Regions from separate parts of the Anas platyrhynchos genome. Here region 2 is linked to region 1. The links are chromatin contacts, called in public Hi-C maps. All regions are on one chromosome and are shown on one strand. The core of a region is the stretch at or near the end of the contact, and the rest is flanking DNA. Distances in the headings are between cores, read along the strand shown. Region 1 holds the start of WTIP (WT1 interacting protein). Region 2 overlaps LOC101790147 (a long non-coding RNA gene).

What was found. Hi-C and Micro-C count contacts between places; a contact is called where the count stands out from the background.
Region 2: a contact with region 1 is called in a Hi-C map of small yellow follicle, with 3 times the contacts expected there. The contact joins the enhancer-like site here to the promoter of WTIP in region 1. A contact is called at or near these places in 6 of 8 Hi-C or Micro-C datasets (F1 follicle, liver, skeletal muscle and 2 more).

What each region holds. Positions count from the first base shown.
Region 1 is chr12:9,855,532-9,860,640 of IASCAAS_PekinDuck_T2T, forward strand. It overlaps WTIP (WT1 interacting protein), which reads left to right and starts at 2,504. Exons shown (of 8, transcript XM_038185530.2): 1 at 2,504-4,144. The coding sequence starts at 2,659.
Region 2 is chr12:9,953,071-9,957,631 of IASCAAS_PekinDuck_T2T, forward strand. The region is part of intron 1 of LOC101790147 (a long non-coding RNA gene); the gene reads right to left. Among named protein-coding and RNA genes, the nearest start is that of GPI, 75 kb to the right of the region's middle. Within about 2 kb of position 1,516, at least 3 of the 8 cell types and tissues checked have an H3K27ac peak or open chromatin away from gene starts, as enhancers often do. A contact at or near this core is called in F1 follicle and small yellow follicle, where this site is marked.

The DNA of each region.
Region 1 (5,109 bases), core at 1,254-3,753:
GAAGACAGAGCTATGGGAGGACAACAAGCTCCTCCACTTGAGCTTATGCTTCTGACTTCACACACCATCAGCTCTGCAGTTCCCACTGTTTGGCTCCTAAAAACAGATGCTCAAAATCTTTCCTTGTGTGAGCACACAGGCAGAGACCCTCAGGATATGCTCGACACACCCTGTTTGATTAATAATAGAGTTACCTACTGTTGAGAAACAAAATTAAAAAAAAAAAAAAGAGATACAATAAATTAGCTTTTCTGTATAGGTGCTCTGATGGCCTAAGTTCCCAGATTGTCCATGAGCCTTCCCTAGATTCACAAGAAGACAACCTAATAAAAACTGTCTGTGAGTAACCCAGAGCTAGTCAGAGGATGGATCATCCTAGCAAAGGCCCCAGGAACCAGAAATGGAAGAGCTCAGCACCCACGTGCTTGAAGGCAGCCTGTGAGATGCCCACTGCCCTTGGTGAACTTGGTTCAGGAGTCCCTGGCTCAGCACCCAAGTTAACTGGGATTTCTGCACATGCTGCAGAAGGAACCTCTGTTTGTTCTTGGTGGGTACGTGCCCACACCGCACAGCTCACAGCATTATCAGTGGAGGACACAGCATCATTTAGTGGAGGACTTATTAGTGTTAGGTCAGAGGTTGGACTCGATGATCTTGAGGTCTCTTCCAACCTAGACAATTCTGTGATTCTGTGATTCTGTGATCAGTGTCTTTGTCAACAGCTTCACCAGAAAGCACGAGGCTTGAACGGGGCAGGAAAATGAAATGCTGCTGTGATCCAGGTCAGCGCCATGGCACCTTCACCAGGAGGCTTCTGTTGCCATTGCCCAGGGCCCATGCTGTGTTGTTTGGAACTGCAGCAGTACATGCCGGGATGTGCTACAGCGAGAGGTGCTTTCAGCTGTCACGCACCTGCAAAACAGAGGTAAGACGTACCTTCTGGGAAGTAACCTCTGGAAGCACGTGGTGACACCAGCAGAAAGCGTAATGAGACTGCTGGAGATGGGAAAACGTAGCAGAAAAGTTGTTGACTCCCAAGATGGGTTGCATCTGTACACATATGTTCACATCAAGAGTGAACAGCCTCTTCCATGTCTAGCAGGTTTGCTTTTCAGGGCTGGTTTTGCACATTTAGATGGTTTGCTAGATTTTTATTTATTTATTTATTTATTTATTTATTTATTTTTTGCCTGCCATCCTGCACATGCAAACTAATAGATTGCCAATCAGTTGCCCTCCACAGCTGGGGACATTTTCGAGTACGCAGTTGCTTTTAATGTTTAATTAGGTATGATAACAGGATAAAATGTTCTTGGCAGGAGCAGAGCACCTGCAGCACAAACTTGCAACATATTTCTCTCGTTGCATCGACACCACTCAGGTGCCTATTGCTTGGGCTGCACCAGTGTTTCTGAGATCAGCACTGATGCTTGTCAGGGAGTTGTACTTATAAAAAAAATAACTGTAGGCTACCGTTTCACATCGGAGGTCTCAGCTCAGCAGCCCGTTTGGTGGTGTTTTCTGACAGGCTGCTGTGTGTATACAAACGTAAATGCCAAGCAGCGCAGCGTTTGTTACAGGATCAACAGATAAAGCCTTCGCGAAGTTGCACAAACAGCAGCACGCTTTTTTCAAGCTCATGTCAATTCACAGATTGCTTTGGGCCACGGCGCGTTCATCGCGTCTCGGTATTGCTTTTATTTATTTATTTATTTATTTATTTATTTATTTATTTTGAAACGAAGCCACAGGGAGTGCAAGTAGCCCTCAGGTGCCGGGGCTGCGGCACAGGTGGGAGCCGCTCGCAGCCGCCGCGCCTCAGCCCCTGCCCGCGGGGGGCGCGCCCCGGCCGAAAGTTCCAGTCAGGGCCGAGAGCGGGAAACGGGGCCGCGGCCGCCCCCGCCCGGCACCGCGACCCCCCCCTCAGCGCCGGAGACTCCCCTCAGCCCCCGGCCGAGCCCGGTGGCGGTGACAGCCCCGGGCAGCGGCGCTCGGGAGCGGGCCGCGCTGAGGGGAAGCCGCCGGCCCCGCCGCCGCGGCCGCCCTCTCCCCGCCTGACTCGGTGCAAATCATTGTTTGGCTCCGGCATTAACTACATTCCAGCGGGACGCAGCGCCCAGTCTCCTTCCTCGCATTCCTGCCCCACACAAAGGAGTCCCTGCCTCGCCGCGCCCCGCGCCCCGCCGGCCGCCCCGCGAAGCCCCTCACGGACCGGCCGCCGCCTTCGCCCCCGCCCGGGGGTGCGGGCCGGAGCCGCGGCCCCGCCGCGGGGCGGCCGGCCGGGGGCGGCGGGGGCAGGGAGCCGCCGAGCGCAAATTCCTCCGCGCAGCGCGCCATTGACTGGACCCAGCAACTTATTTAAGGCTGGAAAGTGACACAGGGGCTCCTCGCCTCCGCTCGCCGCCCGCCGCCGGGCAGCCCGGCCGCACCGAGCCGCACGGAGCCGGGATGCCGCTGAGGTGATCGCCGCGCAGCCTGCTCGCAGCCCGGGCCGCCCGCCGGGGAAGGAGCCGCGTCCCGCCGGCTGTGCCCCGCCGAGGAGCTTGCTTTTGGGGGCGGGTTTTTATTTTTATTTTTTTTTGCTGTTTTATTTATTTTTTAATCTTTTCTGCTCCGGACTGCGCCTTCGCAGAGAGTTTCGCCGGGCTCCGGCCGAGCATGGAGAAGTACGAGGAGGACATGGCACTGAAGGCCACCAAGCTCCTGGAGGACCTGTCCCTCTACGAGCCCTGCCCGGAGGCACCGTACGGCCGGGGCGGCCGCCGGGACCCGCCGCTCCCCCCGGACCTGGAGGAGACCAAGCGGGTGCTGGCCGCCCACATGCCGGCGGAGCAGCGGGGCCGCAAGATGAACGGCACCGCCGCGCCGCCGCCGCCCGCCGAAGCCTTCCCCTTCCCCGCCGCCCCCTGCGGCAAAGCCTACCCGCCCGCCGCCCCGCTCCGCGCCGCCAACGGCCGCGCCGAGCCGCCGCCACCGGCCGCCGGGCCGCCGTGCTGCGAGGAGGGGCTGTGCACCCGCTCCGAGGTGGCGCTGCCCTGCTACAGCGGCTTCCCCGACAAGGGCAAGCGCTACTCGGCCGAGGGCTACCGCTACGTCGCCGCCGGCGCCTACGACGGCGGCTACGTGGCCAAGGGCGGCGGGAGGGCGGCCGGGGGCCCCGACGGCAAGTACGGAGCCGCCAGCCCCCGGGCCAGCCTGGCTCCCGCCGCCGCCTCGCCGGGCCCCGGCGCCGAGCACGGCAAGTTCTCCAGCCCCCGCTCCAGCCTGGGCGGCGCGGGGTGCCCGCTGCCCTACGAGAAGTTCTCCAGCCCCCGCTCCAGCCTGGTGGTGCCCGGGCAGGACAAGTACGGCAGCCCCCGCGGCAGCCTGGTGCAGTACGACGGCGCGGCGCTCAGCCCCCGCTCCAGCTACGCCAGCACGGCCAGCGACACCAGCAAGCACTCCAGCCCCCGCGCCAGCCTCACCAGCTACGACGGCGGCGGCGGCAGCAAGCCCAGCAGCAACCGCACCAGCGGCATCAGCATGGGCTACGACCAGCGCCACGCCAGCCCCCGCTCCAGCACCGCCAGCCAGTACTCGTGCCCCACCAGCCCCCGCTCCAGCTACTCGGACTCCAGGTACGGCCCGCCGGGCGGCGCCGAGCTGGACGGGGCGGCCGCCGCCGGCATGGCCGTGGCCAGCCCCCGCTCCAGCCTCTGCGGGCCCCCCGAGGGCCGCGGCGTGCAGGGCGCTGCCGTGGTCAGCCCCCGCTCCAGCATCTCCAGCCAGAGCTCGCGGAGCTCCCGCGGCTCCATGAGCGCCTACCCCGAGCTGCAGCTGCCCTCGCCCCGCTCCTCGCTGCTGGGGCCCGGCCTGCAGGAGGACTGCGCGGTGCCCGAGCTGCCCGACGGCTACCACAAGATCCACGCCCAGTCCCCGCCGCGCCACGACCCGCAGCACCCGGCCGGCGGGGCCGGCCCCGACGCCGCGGCCCCCTACGCCTACAGCCCCGGCAAAGGCTCGGCCTCGGCCCCCAAGTTCAAGCTCCCCTACCAGGTGACGCCGAGCCGGGACAGCGGCCCCAGCCAGGCGGAGAGGAGGCTGGAGGCGCTGACGCTGGAGCTGGAGAAGGAGCTGGAGATGCACATGAAGAAGGAGTACTTCGGTGAGTGACCGCTCGGGGAGGTAGGGGGTGCGGGGCCTGGAGGGGGCGAGTGGCTAGATGGTGATGGTGTCTGGGGCCTGCCTGGAGCTGGGTGGATTTAGCTCTGGGGAAGGTGTGTGATACCCAGAACTGCTCTGGGCCAGTTACCCACTGAAGTCTCTGGTCATTGCAAGACAAAGCTGTTTTACCACAGATACTGTCTTTCTAACTGGTGTCAGAAGCGTTTGCCCCTTGCCTCATCCCTGGCATTTTATCTTCTATTTCTTGCACAGTTTGCTAGGCTTTGTGACTCTTCCCCTTCCAAGCGCAGATAGGAGACTTGTCTGAAATGTTATAGCAGCTGTTGGGGTTTGTGCTGATATGCTCATTTGCTTTCACCGATAAAGTTCAGCCTCCCTGAGGCTGTGATATTCGTGATCATACTTTCAGGCCATCTGCAGTGTTTAAATTGTTAAAGAGGATGAGCCTGGCTGGTGAAGCAGTTTTAGCACCACATTCACTTACCTTATCCTAGTCTGGAGTGCTTGTGGGATCCCCAGCATTGTTTCCACCCCGTGAGGCCTTGCAGGTCTGTGCTGCGCACGAGTCTGGTAGGGGCTGGTGTCATCCATGGCATGTGGGGGGAGAGGAGACCTCTGTCCTTGGTGAGGTTGTGTCAGCTTTGTGGTAGTAATCTAAGTGTCTTCAGTGCTTCTTTATAGAACAAAAGCAACTTCTTGAGACATGTGAACGTGCTTTGTAGTCATGTCATAGTTCCTGTGTCTTTTATTTTGCACTGGGAGAACTGGGGCTGAGGGCTCTGTGGGGGGGGAGCTCCTGTCAGAGGAGGGAGAACAAGGCCCGGGGAGATGGGGGGCTTGGGGTCATGAGAGGGGCTCGGGGTCAGTCAGCACCCAGCAGTGGCCCGGGGTGTGGGAGCTGCTGAGTCCCCTGCCTCTGAGGGGCCGGGTAATTAAGCCTTTGTG
Region 2 (4,561 bases), core at 266-2,765, 97 kb after region 1:
TCCTGCCTTCTCTCACTGTCTTTCTTTGAGCAACTTGCTTAATCCTAAGAAATCTATCCACTGAGCTGAAATAGTGGTATCCATCTGCCAGTATCACAAGAAATAATTTGTTGACGTCTGTGTGCTGTTTTGACTCTGTGGTGATGGACACTAGAGAAACGTTTAGAAACAGATGTCTGTGGAGGGGGAAAAAAAAAAACACACCTGTGAATGTGTAAACATGTAATATTTAATACGTTTATAAATCCAACCCTGTATAGCAGAGACCTTCTAGTTAGTAAACATAAGAGATGGTTTCTGAACAAACTGAACTACAACACAAAGTCTGTGTGATATTTCCTCACAGAATTCAAACACAAGGTCTATACTTTCCACAACAGTATCAAAGCAACGCTTGTGAGACAACCAAGAGGACATTTTGTCCTGGACATCTCTTCCTGAAAACATACCTCTTAAAAGAATAAAGTCAGTCGAGGTGACATAAGGACTGTACTTTAGCAAGCCTCAAAGTTTCTGTGAAGATTAACCAAAGTCAAGATCTCCTTCCCCATTAGCAGAGACCCTCTAATAGCATATGTGAGAATCACACAGCAGATAGTTAAGGAGGAGGGATTTCCGGTATGTCAATACAATTTTAATGTTATTAGGAAATGTTAGAAGCAAGACTCACAGGAAATGTCTGTACACAGCAAAGCCTTGATCCGTATTTCCACATGGGGGTGGCTTTAGGCACCACCATGCTCCTGCTGCTCCATTCCTAAATACCAGGATTCAGAGAGCAGCGTCTCGTGGAAGTCAAATGACACTACCATTACCTGCAAGCTGTCCCTTCACTATCAGCAAAACATAATGTCACCCCGCTTACATCCTTAATCAAGGCTTCAAAACTGGCTGGGTAATAAGTGCATTTACTCTAACTTACAAGTAAGGTACAACTTCAGGCTACTAGAAGTGATTCATCTCAGTGAACCAAAAAATAAGCAAATAGTAAGGGAGTGCCTGGGGTGAACACTTCTGGGCTGCTTATCTGGGACAGTTTTTAGCTACAGTTAGTTGTTGGTACATTTTTGTTATCATTCCACACCACTGTTTTCCTCAGTTAAGGACAGCTGACAAAGTCTTTCAAGGCACAGTTGAGACAAACCACAAATTTATCTTCTGTACAAAATTTGTTGCTATTATTTAACATCTATTTTCCTTATCGTCTGTCTTGCATTAATTCTTGTCCCTTCCATAGCTTCAGGTTCAGTCTATTGGAAAACCGTTAGCACAATAATTCCTATCTCACTCATTTCCCAGCAAGGAGGAAAAACATTTCTTCCTTGAAGTTTCCAGTGGCAGTTACTGGAAGGATTACATGGCTTGCAGGAAAGAAGTACGCTTGCACACAGGCAGAAGAACTACCAAGACTACTCCAGCCAGTAGTTCCCGAAGAGCAGGTGAGCAGCATTTACTCCTACTGAGATCACTCTCAAAACTCTCAAAGCCATCTCTAGATCTACTGATCAGTTCAACTCAACCCTGACCAGAATAAATCAAGGACAGAAAGCCTCTTCTGTGGCAACTACAAAGGTCTTTATCTCGTTGTTTGTTTGTTTGTTTTCTTTTTCTCTGATGCCACAGCACATGGAACACAAGTCCTACAGAGTACAGATATTCTGGCACAAATCCTCTCCACAAACAGGAATGGCCATCAAAATGCACAAAACAGTAGATGCTGGGGACTTCACTGAGAGGTGAGATCCCCATGTTCAAATCTTGCCAAACTTCAGTGACCTGGAGTGAAAAATCTCTGCTTTGACTCAGACATTGCATGTACTTGGTTTCTCATATCCCAAGTGCAAGCAATCTTTTTACTACTAGTGCTTCTTCCCCTATCTCACTTGTCCCAGGCATGTTCTGGCACAGTAATACATTTCAATTAGATTTTGTTCAGCCAAGAAATGCCTGACAATCTCTAATCTTAGCATTTATCTGCTCTCCTTATTCCCTGTGGTTGTCCTGTGTGAGAAGTTATTGTCTTGAAAACAAAAGCAAAGAGCAGAATATTTATGACACTTACGAGACTAGCAAATTCATGAGTTGCTGAACATGGGGAATCACTAGATAAAATCCACAATGCACAAAGCAAATCCACAAAATGCACAAGCAGAGTTTGTGCAAAAAATCTTTGTTTTAATGCTGGGAAGAGCCTTTTACCGTGCAACTTATCATGAACTAATGGTAACCTCTGAACCAGTGCAGCAGGTATATTTTCTGCACAAAGGGACACTACCAGACACAGACTCACTGTGCCTTCAACACTATTGATACTTTTTTATCCATGCAAATAAGTACACTGTGTTAAAAATAATAATAATAACACATTCTCTCCATATTTTCCTAAAGTGTACCTTCTTATGAGCAAATTACTACCTTGCATAAAAACCAGGTGAAACTTTAAGTCTTTTATCCAACTTTCACGTTTACATGACCATTTTCAGGTACTGATACGCCTCCGCTGAAACACTGAAATCACCAAAATTCAAACAGCAGAAAAAAAAAATAATACTACATCTGGTAAACAGAGAAACATAACAAGTGGTTACATTTACTGCAGAAGAGTTTGGATATAAGTCTCCCAAACAGCAAAACGTGAAAACACCTTGCATTCAAAGTACAGCTGTTTTGCTTTTCAGTAAGAAATAGACTTTTAAAGCTAAAAATCCTGTTAAACATGCAGGGAAAGGTTTGGCAAGACAGATTGTTTTCCATCATTAGATGAAATTTTGAAAGCTGTTTCCTAGCAGAACATTTCATTGCACATGTTTTGGACACTTTCATCTGACTCTCAAGTCAACTGAGATCACTGCTTGCATCTCTTATGGTTAAAAGAGAAATTGCAGATTTCTGAACATAAAAATAGCTCTCCTTTCCAGAACAAAACCAGGGTTTCAGAGGGAAAAAAAAAGTGCTAAAATAGTTCACAGGAGTGAATGCTTTTTTCTTTTTTTTCCCCCCAAAGAAATAAATCCTTCATATATTTACACTTGCACAGTGGTTTAATTAAATATCAAAAATATCCCTTAAATAAATAAATAAAAATAATAGTTTCTAGAACATTAAAAAACCCACTCTCAATGTTTAAGTGTTCAGTGTGAAGACTCGCAATACCCACTACCTAAGTTAATTTCTAGAAACCTACAGGTAGGACTTTATGGTTCACTGCATTCATTCAAGGACAGTATTCTCTTCCCTGAGGACATACTGACGCGTCACAAAAAGAAGAGGACACAGCACGTTTACACTGCAACATAATGGACGTTCATACATCAGTGCATTCCTTGCCCAGCATTGAGTTATTTGGGACAATTCTACAGAGAAAGCCACTGTGTCCCTTAGAAGTTCATTGACTCCCACCACAAAACACATCTCATCTTGGAAATGAATCATGTCTCTGAGAGGAATTGAGTGGCCACAGACTGCTTTGTTGGATTGGAAATCAACAGCAGAGCAGGTAACTCTAATGAAGGGCTCTATCTAATTCCCATTAGAAACAACTACAACAACAACAACCTCTTAAGTACACTGTGTTGGTACTGCTTCAAGGCATGAGAGAAATAAGCTGCTCTTCCAGGGCTAGGAGCCCTCCTGTGTAGGGGTGAAAGCAGCAGCTACTTCCTCACTGACATCCAGGACACTACATGGGATCTCTCCCTGTCCTGGGGGTGGCTTTAACCACAAAACCTATCTGAGTAACTCCTAAGTAACAAATTTGCTCAGAGCTTTCAGCAAAGCAATAGAGAGTGCTTGAAACACATTCCCTGCTCAGTGCAAAAAGAATACAGTCATCTTCCAAAAAAAAAAAAAAATAGTTGAATGAGTTTATCAGAAACTTCCCTAGGATCATGGAGAATCATCTCAAGTTCAAAACTGCAATTTTCCTGGATCTACTGTATTTTCTAGTAGTTATGCCCTATTACGAAATTAGAAAGAAAAGGTGACAGAAACTCAGTTGGTCCAGAGAAAGCAACGACGGAGAAACATTTCCCAGTAATTACTTAATTCCTTTCACATCTTAGGGTATTTTTACCAGCTTTCCTAGTACAGGTTTTAAAGGTTTTTGGTTCAGATCACAGGACGTGCAAAGTTTGCACTGTCCAAGCAAGAGCTGCGTTCGAGTTACCAGGGCACTTCAGACAGTGACATTTCTTGCTGTTTTGCAGAACAGGCTGTTCAAGCTCTCCCCTTTGGAAGAAAATACATAGGGAACAGTATCACTAGTAGTTGGAAGACATGGATACTTCTTAAGACTTCAAGCAACACATCAACAATAGAGAATACTTCACACAGAGGAATAATTCACAGGTTTTCTGCCAGATGCAGCTGTACTGGATATTACCAAACTGCACAGGGAGATTCAGCTAAATTGTGAAGGGCCATGAAGTTAGGGCTAAAACTCTAGAGGAAACGCATGATGCTTCAAGGTGCCTCCAGCCAGTGCATGTTATGTGGTAAGCAAAGTGGGATTCTTTGCCCAGAACTTGGATGAGATGAGGAAAGTAAAGAAGAAAAGAAACTG